Linked DNA regions of Rattus norvegicus: region 1 is linked to region 2. The links are chromatin contacts, called in public Hi-C maps. All regions are on one chromosome and are shown on one strand. Each heading gives the region's core, a stretch centred on a gene start, on an enhancer-like site or on the middle of the called end of the contact. The rest is flanking DNA. Distances are from core to core; before and after follow the strand shown. Region 1 holds the start of Sorcs2 (sortilin-related VPS10 domain containing receptor 2). Region 2 overlaps LOC103693769 (a long non-coding RNA gene).

Evidence for each region. Hi-C and Micro-C count contacts between places; a contact is called where the count stands out from the background.
Region 1: a contact with region 2 is called in a Hi-C map of Schwann cells, with 7 times the contacts expected there. The contact joins the promoter of Sorcs2 here to the enhancer-like site in region 2. A contact is called at or near these places in 2 of 12 Hi-C or Micro-C datasets (Schwann cells and mammary epithelial cells).

The regions. Positions count from the first base shown.
Region 1 is chr14:78,592,931-78,597,671 of GRCr8, forward strand. Sorcs2 (sortilin-related VPS10 domain containing receptor 2) reads left to right here and starts at 3,157. Exons shown (of 27, transcript NM_001107225.2): 1 at 3,157-3,730. The coding sequence starts at 3,251.
Region 2 is chr14:78,274,646-78,279,110 of GRCr8, forward strand. LOC103693769 (a long non-coding RNA gene) reads left to right here. Exons shown (of 2, transcript XR_595849.4): 1 at 1-63; 2 at 2,374-4,465. Among named protein-coding and RNA genes, the nearest start is that of Bloc1s4, 9.1 kb to the left of the region's middle. Within about 2 kb of position 3,091, at least 49 of the 93 cell types and tissues checked have an H3K27ac peak or open chromatin away from gene starts, as enhancers often do. A contact at or near this core is called in Schwann cells, where this site is marked.

The sequences.
Region 1 (4,741 bases), core at 1,907-4,406, 320 kb after region 2:
CCCAGGCACCGAGCTTTGAGAAGCACAAGGTCAAGGCAGGCTGGGCCTATTTGACAGGTGAGGCATCTGAGGGGCAGGTGGAGGTGTAACACCTGGGGAAGTAGGACACTGACTAGTCAGGGTCCCTTACTGTGTCCCATGTGAGCTTCTGGTGGGGACACATTCTCTACTATCTACGATATGTGAGGTAAGTCCGCCTGGAGTCACACTGGCTTGCTGTGGACATTCAGGAGCAGAGACTGAGGTCATCACTGGACTGAGTTTCAAACTCTCCCCTTGGAGCATATACTTAGTGTCACTGTGAGGCCGTGAAGTCCCAGGAGCAGGATCAACCTTTGATTCCTTGTAGGGTATGAAGCAGGGAGCAGAGCCAGAGGATATCTGGGGTAGACAGTATCTCAGTATCTCTGTATTTTGAAGACCAGGAGCTTTGTAGCTTTGAAGAGGATTGCATTTCTGATTCCCAAGCACGGGCAATGCTGAATCATACCATCTGCATGTGCTTGGATCCACAGACTCCTTCAGGGCTTCATGTACAGCATGGCTATCAACCCTTCACGTCCTATGTCTGCTGCGCCTCTGGCCACCCTGGCATACATTGCTGACAGTGCATGCCCTCTTTACTCTAGCTGGAGACATCAGATGTGACGCCCAGAGGTGGCCGGTCAGCTTCCTCTGCTGTCTACACATCCCTCCATCTCTCTCTTGCATCTATGTGCAAGCCTTTGCCGTGGATGTCTGAGGAAGGTTAATGCACAGTGATCGGAAGTGGAGTGAAAGATCTCTGCAGAGTTTTCCTTCCCTCTGTTCCAGCCCCCACATCTCTAGCCCTTTGGAGGAGTTGCCTCCTAAGTGGTCTCTATGCCCGTCCTCAAGGCCAGGAAAGCAGCTATAAAAAAGCTAATAATCTCACTCCCCTGCTTCAAACACTCCAGCTACACTCGGTCAGCCTCTGAATATCAATTGAGCCACTCCTGGGCACAGCAGTAAGATCAGCACTCAAGGGCTCTTCCCTCAGCCAGGACAGCACCCGTGGTGGCTGTGGCTGGCTCCCTCTTGACACTTGCTTCTTTGGTTGACAGTTCCATGTTACCTCACAATAAAGTGGGGCTTCCCCTCCTCCTCAGATTCACCCTTCATTACACAGTACCTTTCCTTTCTCCTGGGTGCTAGCCAATCGCTGAGGTAGGCCTTTTAATAAAGCATCTGTCCATTCTGCCAGACCTGAGCCTCCTCTCCTTCATCAGGGTCCCTGGATCCAGCCATGGCTGTAAACGGAGTGATCCTAACAGCTTTGGGCTCATCATGGAAGAGATGAGCCAGACGTCCTCTTCTAAGTCCCTGTGTCCTCTCTGGAGCAGAGGCAGTAGATTGTTTTGGAAAGAGCCCCAGCAGGGCATCACACCTCTGTGCCAGGCCTGGACTCTTCTATTCATGGGGGACCTTGACCAAGTCTCTGTGACCTGAGTCTCAGATAGGCTGGGATGGCCAGTGGTGGCTCCCATCTCCCTCTGACCGGGTGGCAAGTGCCTGCATGGTGTAGTGTCCCAGAGCCCCTTCTCCAGATGATAAGAGGTATAGGTGGTATAAAAGGCACCATCTCTGATCACAGCACCTGGGTCAGAGTCTGGGTGACTTCAGGCTGTGACTGAACTTTTGAATGTTTCCTCATTTGTAAATGGGGACAGTTCTACCCACTACCTGTCCTAGTCATGACCTGCCAGGCACAGAGGCCCCTAGGGAATTCCCGGACACATGGTAGGTGTTCAGTATTCTGTCATGTCCTGAGGCTTTCTCTTATTACTTAGAAGCTTTTTGAAAAATTAAAGCACAACAAAGCACCTTATACTCTGATGGTATACAGTTGTGACTTGGAACCCCCTTCACCGCCACCTCAGATCTAGGAAAGGCACATCATCTAGTTTCCTGTCCTTCCCCACCCCCTCCAGCCCCATACTGTCTGTCTCTGCTAGCCTTTCTTTGCTAGACCAAATGTTGCCACAGCTGTGCACCCTCTCTTCTTGCCTGGCTTTGGACTTCAGCTCCTGAATTTTTCGGGTTGGAAGTTTATATCAGGGTGCACCCTGGGCACATTCCACAGGAGGAGGCCCGGCAGGAACTCCAGTCCTGTTCAGTGCTCCGCACATTGGAGCCCTAGCAACGCCCGCCTGTGCTGAACAGGAACTCCTGGAGAGGGCACTGGAGTTCAACCTTGATAGCAAATTCAGACTTTGCTGGATACTTGGTTCTTTGCTCTATTAGGTTTTCTGGAGTGAAGAGACCCAGTAGACAGCGGGGCCTTTCAGTGTCTATCTCTAAGACTCCCTGACTCCCGGACCCTGAGCCTGAGAGGATGAGCCTTGGCCTGACCGAGGGGACAAAGCTCAATTGCACTCTTGGCCTTAGTTGGGCAGCCTCCTGCTTTGTGTCCTGGATGGCAGAGGGGCTGGCAGTGATGGCGGCTTTTATTGGCATTGAATTAAAGACGTGGTGAGCTCTGGGTCTAGTTTCCACATGTTCTGTGCTGGCCTACCCCGTCTGGCTGGGACCCCACCTCTCTGTTCTTCTCTCCTTGCTACCTCTACACAGGTGTAATATTCTGTTCAGGGGTTCCCCGGGAGGTGGGAGATAAAGCCAAAGTCTGAGGTACTGAGTTGGTTTTAGTTGACACCCCAAGGTTCCTGCACTGTCCTCAGCTGCCTGGAACATCTCTCCGGTTTTCATGACTCGCGGGCATCCCCTTGACTCTCTCCAGCAGCGCCCAGAGGAGGCGCTCTCCCCACCTCTGCAGACCGGCTGCTCTGGAGTTGTTTGGCCTCTAAGCGGACTAGTTGGGTGTGGCCCGTTTCCCTTTGTTGCACCCCGTTGTGCCCCAAGTGCCTGGAACTCTGTCTGGTCAAGTGCAGCTGCTTCGTAAACGCCTCGAGAAATCAGGGAGGATGGAAAGAGGGTGAGAGAGGAGGATCGAGGATAAGGTTGGGAGTCACTGTGAAGGAAGGAAGGGGTCTTGGAGGTGTGACTGCGCTCAGGACATCCTGGCCCGGCCTGGCCCGGCCCAGAGCTGCGGAGGTTCGCCCGCGGCCGGCAGGTGGCGGTGCTCCCTTGGCTGCGTGGCGGCGTTGAGTCCCCTCCTCCCGCGCTCCCTCCCTCCCGGCTCCTTTCTCTGCGCTCTTGCTCAAGCTTCCAGCGCCCTCCCGCTCTCGCGGCCGCGGTGTCGCCCGTACCGCCCCGCCGCTACCTACCGGCGACCATGGCGCACCGGGGAACCCCGAGCGCCCCGAAGCGTCCTGGCCTTACTGCGCCGGATCGGAGCTCCCAGGTTCTGCTGCCGCCGTGCTGGCCACGTTCGTGGCCGCTGCTGCTGCTGCTGCTGGTGCTGGTGGCTGCCTGCGGAGCGATGGGGCGCTCCCCCCAGCCCGGGCGCTGGGGTCCCAGTGTGCAGGTCACCAGGCTGCTGCCCGCGGGACGCACGGAGTCCAGCAATCGCCAGGATCCGCAGACACGAGAATCGGAGCCTGGCGTCCCGGGTCTCCGTCCGGGTTCTGCTTCGGGTCCCAGCACTGATGGCGCCCCAGCTCTGGGCAAGGGGCGCAGGGTTCGGGCGGCGCCGGTGGCCGGTGCAGCTTCGGCTTCGCGCGCACAGGTCTCGCTCATCAGCACGTCGTTCGTGCTCAAGGGAGACGCGACGCACAACCAGGCGATGGTACACTGGACAGGAGAGAACAGCAGCGTAAGTGACCTCCGCACGCCCCCGGCCTTGCCCGGACACCTCGGGATACCCAGGGAGACTACCACAGCCCCCCTACTTCCGGACCACCCGCGGTCACTCCTGCTGGGCATTCTTGGCTACTTGGGGGACGCGGGTCACCTCGGCGGCGCCCCTACTGGCTTCTGGCTATGGGTTACTTTTGGAAGGGTCCTCGAATTTGTGAGATTCGGATTCGCTCAGAAGGCATTTCCGAAGATCTGGAGACCACAAGCATCCCTGGCCTCTAGATATGGGCAGTGGGGAAGGTCCCTAGAGTCTTCAGGATCTGGGCAGCATGGGACAACTCCAGGTCCTTAAGGGCTACTCAGCTCTGTGCCGCGTGCCTGGTGGGTGGGTCGCCTACACACTGCACTGCACCCAGCAGCTCCAGAGTGCACCTCTGGAATTGCCAGCTCTGGAGTCCTTACTACCTCATCTACTCTGATCTCGGGGACCACGGTATCGCTGTCAGTTCCGTGTCCTGTTCGAAGACTCTAGCAATTCTAGGATTGCTCCTCTTCTTGTGTCCCACGGCTGTCTTTAGACCGCCTGGACCACGGGGTCTTTAATGTTATTTACCATTCTGTGGTCTCTAGTGCCGGGTGCTGACTCCCTCCCTGCTTTTCTCCCATACCTCTCCCTCTGCCCAGATCTCCAGAATCCTTTACCCTCCTGCACTCCCAGATCTAGGATCCACTTCCTTCCTTTTGTGGTAGCACACCCCAAGGGGTTTGTTCTTCCTTGTTAAAAGCCAGAGTCACTCTGTCCCCTCCGGGGAGTCCCAGGTATGTGCACTCCCGGTTTGCAAGACTGTGCTATCCAGGGAAGTGTGTTTTCGTGGAGAGAGCTAGGAATCCCTCCTCACTGCCTGCATACAGTCCGCTCATACTTTCCACTCCTTCCCCATCCCCCAGTAGGTGACTCCATCTCTTCTCCTTGTCTTCCAAGTTTTGAGGAGACTAATAAGACCAGAGTCCCAGCATGCACTGGGAA
Region 2 (4,465 bases), core at 1,841-4,340:
TCTTGCGTGGCGTGGTGAGTGGAGAGAGGCAGAGGCTGCGTGAAAAACATTTGGGACCATACGGTAAGCACCACGATCGCCGTGCTCCCCACCCTGTACTGTCCTCATAGCCCTGACCTTCCTCCAAGAGAAGCAGGGCCATTTACTTACTTATTCCTTGTCTCCTGGTTAAGGGAAGGTCTTGAATTTTGTTCCCTTTGTTCATTCTGAACGAGTGGCACCTAGGGCTAAGCCAATGATCAGAGCAGGCACTATCAATGTACCTGGAATGAATGGAAGGGGACAATGGGGACGAGATGGCAGCTGACAGGGAGGTGGAGAGGGTGCCTGGTACCTCTGAGACGCTTGGTCCTCAGCGTGTATCCTGGCCTCGACTTTGGAGGCCTCTCCTTCTAACCTCCTCCTTTGTGTCCTTGGATTGTAGCCTTGTCTTGTCCAGCCTGATGTGTGAGTTCCTTAAAGGAACCAGTATCTGTCTTATCCCTCCTGCCACCCCAGTTCTCCTGCTCCACCTCTCTGCCACACTGTATCACTCAGGCTTCTCCAGGAAGGCTGACCAAGAGGACGTGCACACGGCTCTATGAGAAGGGGTTATTGGGTGAACTAGCTCTTGTGGTTGCCAGGGCTGAGAAAGCCCCAACAGGCTGAAGGCAGGCTAGAAGTGACTTTGCCCAAGTCCAGTCCACCAGGCCATCAGAAGGTGGCTGAGCTCAAGAGCCTGTCTCTATAAAGGCCTACAGAAGGAGACATCTTATTCGGCAGGAGCAAAGTACCCAGTGTTACTCTAGGGTGGTTCAGGGTGGACAGAGCCATTGGCAAGTGGTGTCACCTATACTGAGCCCCAAGCAGGGACCAAAGGCATGCAGAACATGACAGGGATCAGAGCCCAAGAATAAGCACATTGAAGGGCCCTGAGGTGGTCACAAGAGTAATATCCTGCCTCTCCATTAGATCTCTTCCTCTTCCTCCTCTTCTTCCTCCTCTTCTCCTCCCTCCTCTTCCTCCTCCTCTTCTCCCTCCTCCTCCTCCTCCTCCTCCCCCTCCTCCTCCTCCTCTTCATCCTCTTTCTCATCTTCCTCTTCTCTCCCCATTCAAACTGGTCAAATAAAGGCTGGAGCCTGTGATTGGGCAGTGGAAGGGAAAGGTGGGGCTGGAGGTTTTAAGAAGAGTAGAGGAGGGGCTGGAGAGATGGCTCAGTGGATAAGAGCACCGACTGCTCTTCCAGAGGTCCTGAGTTCAATTCCCAGCAACCACATGGTGTCTCACAACCATCTGTAACGGGATCTGATGCCCTCTTCAGGTGTGGATGAAGACAGCTACAGTGAACTTACATATAAATAAATAAATCTTAAAAAAAAAAGAAGAAGAAGAGTAGGGGATGACAGAGAAGAAAAAGAAATGGAAGAAAGATGGAGCAAAACCACATGGCCTGGGAAAGCCACAAGTAACAAGGGATCTCCTAGCTGGGGAATAGATTAGTGTAGTGGTCAATCTGCCCAATCTAGACATATAACTTATAAGAACCGAGTTGTGTGTTTTTGTAGAGGCTTATTGGGGTTGGACGTTTACTACAACAGAAAAGAGGAAAGAAAAAGCAGCAGTGGTCAAGTAGGGGTGGGTGCAAAGCATCTGTGTTCAGGTCGCTCTGCCTCTCTTGTTTGTAAAGTCCCTGAAGGAGAGAACCAGGTGAGGAGTCACAGAGCTTATCTGGTGCAGACCTCACTTCTCACTAGCACCAATGGCAGACACCACCCAGGACTCTGCCAAGGCTGTGGATTATCCACTAGCCCAGGAGTGTCTGGCTACATTAATGCCTTAGGAGGCCAGGCATGCTACCTATGGCCACCAAGGGTCAGTGTGGTGTAGCGTTGCTCAGCAACGAGGTCTTAAGAGGTTCAGCTCCCTGGACCTCTGTTTCCTCCTCTGGAAACAATGAGGGAGAATCTATGAGTTCAAAGTCTCCTGAGGGCATGCTGAGCCCCACCCTGTGCTGGGCTAAGAGGTCCTTTCTCTCACTGTCCTCTTCCTGTATAGCTGAAACTGGGTCAGGTTTTTTTTGGTTTTTTTTTTTTTTTTTTTTTTTTTTTTTTTTTTGGTTCTTTTTTTCGGAGCTGGGGACCGAACCCAGGGCCTTGCGCTTCCTAGGTAAGCGCTCTACCACTGAGCTAAATCCCCAGCCCCCTGGGTCAGTTTTAATGACCAGCTACTGCTAGTCCCTCTTCACAGTCCGTGGAGATGCTAGAGGACTGTGCTCTCTGAGGAAGCCCCAACCAGCTCCTAGGAAGGGCAATAGGGAGAAGCTGGGGGAGGTGAGACCCCTGGTGGACATCCTGGTCATTGCAGTGAGGACTGATCAAAGCTCCGCTTTTCCAGCCCAGTAGACCTCCAACACAGAGGGAGGCTAGCCATCCCCTCTGAACGCTGGAATCTTCATACACAGCTCTTTGGCGGCGCGACCTTCAGTGATTGTCTCCGTAGCCAAAGTGATAAAGAACACAGCCATACTTCAGAGAGAGAAGCGGACCACGCACATCACAGTGTGGACCAGGCCTGCGCTCAAGCAGGTCTAGGTAGGCTCCGTGACTCATCTGTCACTTATCAGCTATGAAATTGACCACGTGACCGATGTTCTCCGATCAGCAGCAACTCTGTCAGAGGGTCTGCCAAAGCCCACCTCCGAGGCTCATGGAGGAGCTGCCCACTTCACGAGCTGTGCACAGAACCTCCCGGGCTGCTCTCAATACCCACTGGTTTTGTTTGTCTGTGTCCTGGAGTGGGAGGCAGCAGGGAGGAAGCTGGGAGCTGCGTCACCCAGCAGTCTACCTGTAAAGTTTGCATGCTACATGTGTGCGTGCCTGTGGTGCCACCCAGAGCCAGAGGCCTGTCAACGGCTGCAGATAGATGGCAGGTGTGCACACTCTCTGTTCATGCCAAGCTGCCTCCCCTTCATAAAGACCTGGTTCTTGTTGGCTACTCTCCTGCTCCTCCCCCCCATCTCCCTCCCCCCACCCCAGCCAAGCTCAGTGATCTATTCTAAGCAGGCTGCTGTCCCTGGGCACACTCAGGCCTTCTGTTTGTCCATAGCCAGCCTGTGAAACTCTCATAATGTAGCCTTGTTCTCCTTACCACACAGCAGCCCGCTGCTCAGAGCCTGCCTGGGGAGGAGGCCGTGCCAGCTGCACAGAGCTGGTTTCCAGGAAGACATAAGCACTGTGTGTGGCCAGAGATGGAGCCACCTCTCTGTTGGCAACCCCTTCAAATTAGGGTCAATTGGTTACAGGCAAAAGGCATTTTCAACAAGCAGAGAAAGCAGGCTTCTCACTGAGCTCCAATACACTAAAGGTTCAGGGCCTTTGCGAAGGACCGTCTGTCCCTTATGGGACAACCTCATCCTTCTTCAAGACTAAGCTGAAGTTGCCCTGTTTCCTGCTTAGTGGGCATTCACAGCTGAAGGCCTCTCACTCTGTCATCTTGCCCTGTTGGTTTTCCCTATGTGTATTTTCTGTTTTATCTCTAGGCTCTCCTATGTGTGCCCAACCTGAGCCCTGGGGCTGTTTGCATCCAGGAGAGCCACCATTGCAGTTTGACACATTTGTAAACCACAATATCAAATCACAGTATCAAAGGTAGGACATTTCTGCAAGAAGAAGGCCTCAAGAGAAGAAGAAGGACCTATAGAGGTCCACTTCCCCAGGGTCTAGTATAATACCAGGCTCAGAGAAAGCCATGGCCACAACTGGCCACCTGTCAGAAGTTAATCTGACCAAGACTAACCACTCAGTGACCAATTGCTTAACTGATGAGATCAGAGACAGGAACAGGAATGAGATCGAGTCCCCATGCAGCAGGAATCCTTGCCTATAATGGGTTTTTAACCATACAATCAGGTCAGAGGCAGGGCAGATTTCTGGAGCTGATGCCAATCCTAGGCCTGACACAACACTGTACCACGAGTGAGGTCTGAGCAACCACGTCAGGGTGGTGTGCAGGACCTCAGAATCCCTGTGCCTGCTACTCACTGGGCCTGGAACTCTGCCAGCCTGCATGCAAGGAGGCTGCCTCAACGGAAGTGCCTCCTGGGGTGGACAGCCCCATCTACATTCTCCACTACTCTCCCTCTCCCCTCTGTCCAGCTCTTGCCCTGCCCATCTCCATGGAGACAGTAATTCTACCTATTCTCATTACAAAGGGCTTGGGCTAGACCTGGCCTGTCCTGGCTTGCCCATCCTCTGTCCTTGGTATTCAGTAATAGCAGCTCAGGGTACCCACCTAGTGACCATTTCTTGTAGAGTAAACAAAGGACCTGCTACCTATAGAGGTTCATTCTTAGGCTGGTTCGGTCAGAACCTTAGGCACCAAGTACTTAGGCAATAAAGATAGAGTTTGTGGTTTTGTTAGTCTGTTTGGTGTTGGGGCTCAAACTCTGATCTTATGTGTGTCAGGAAAGGGCTCCTCTCTGGTACAG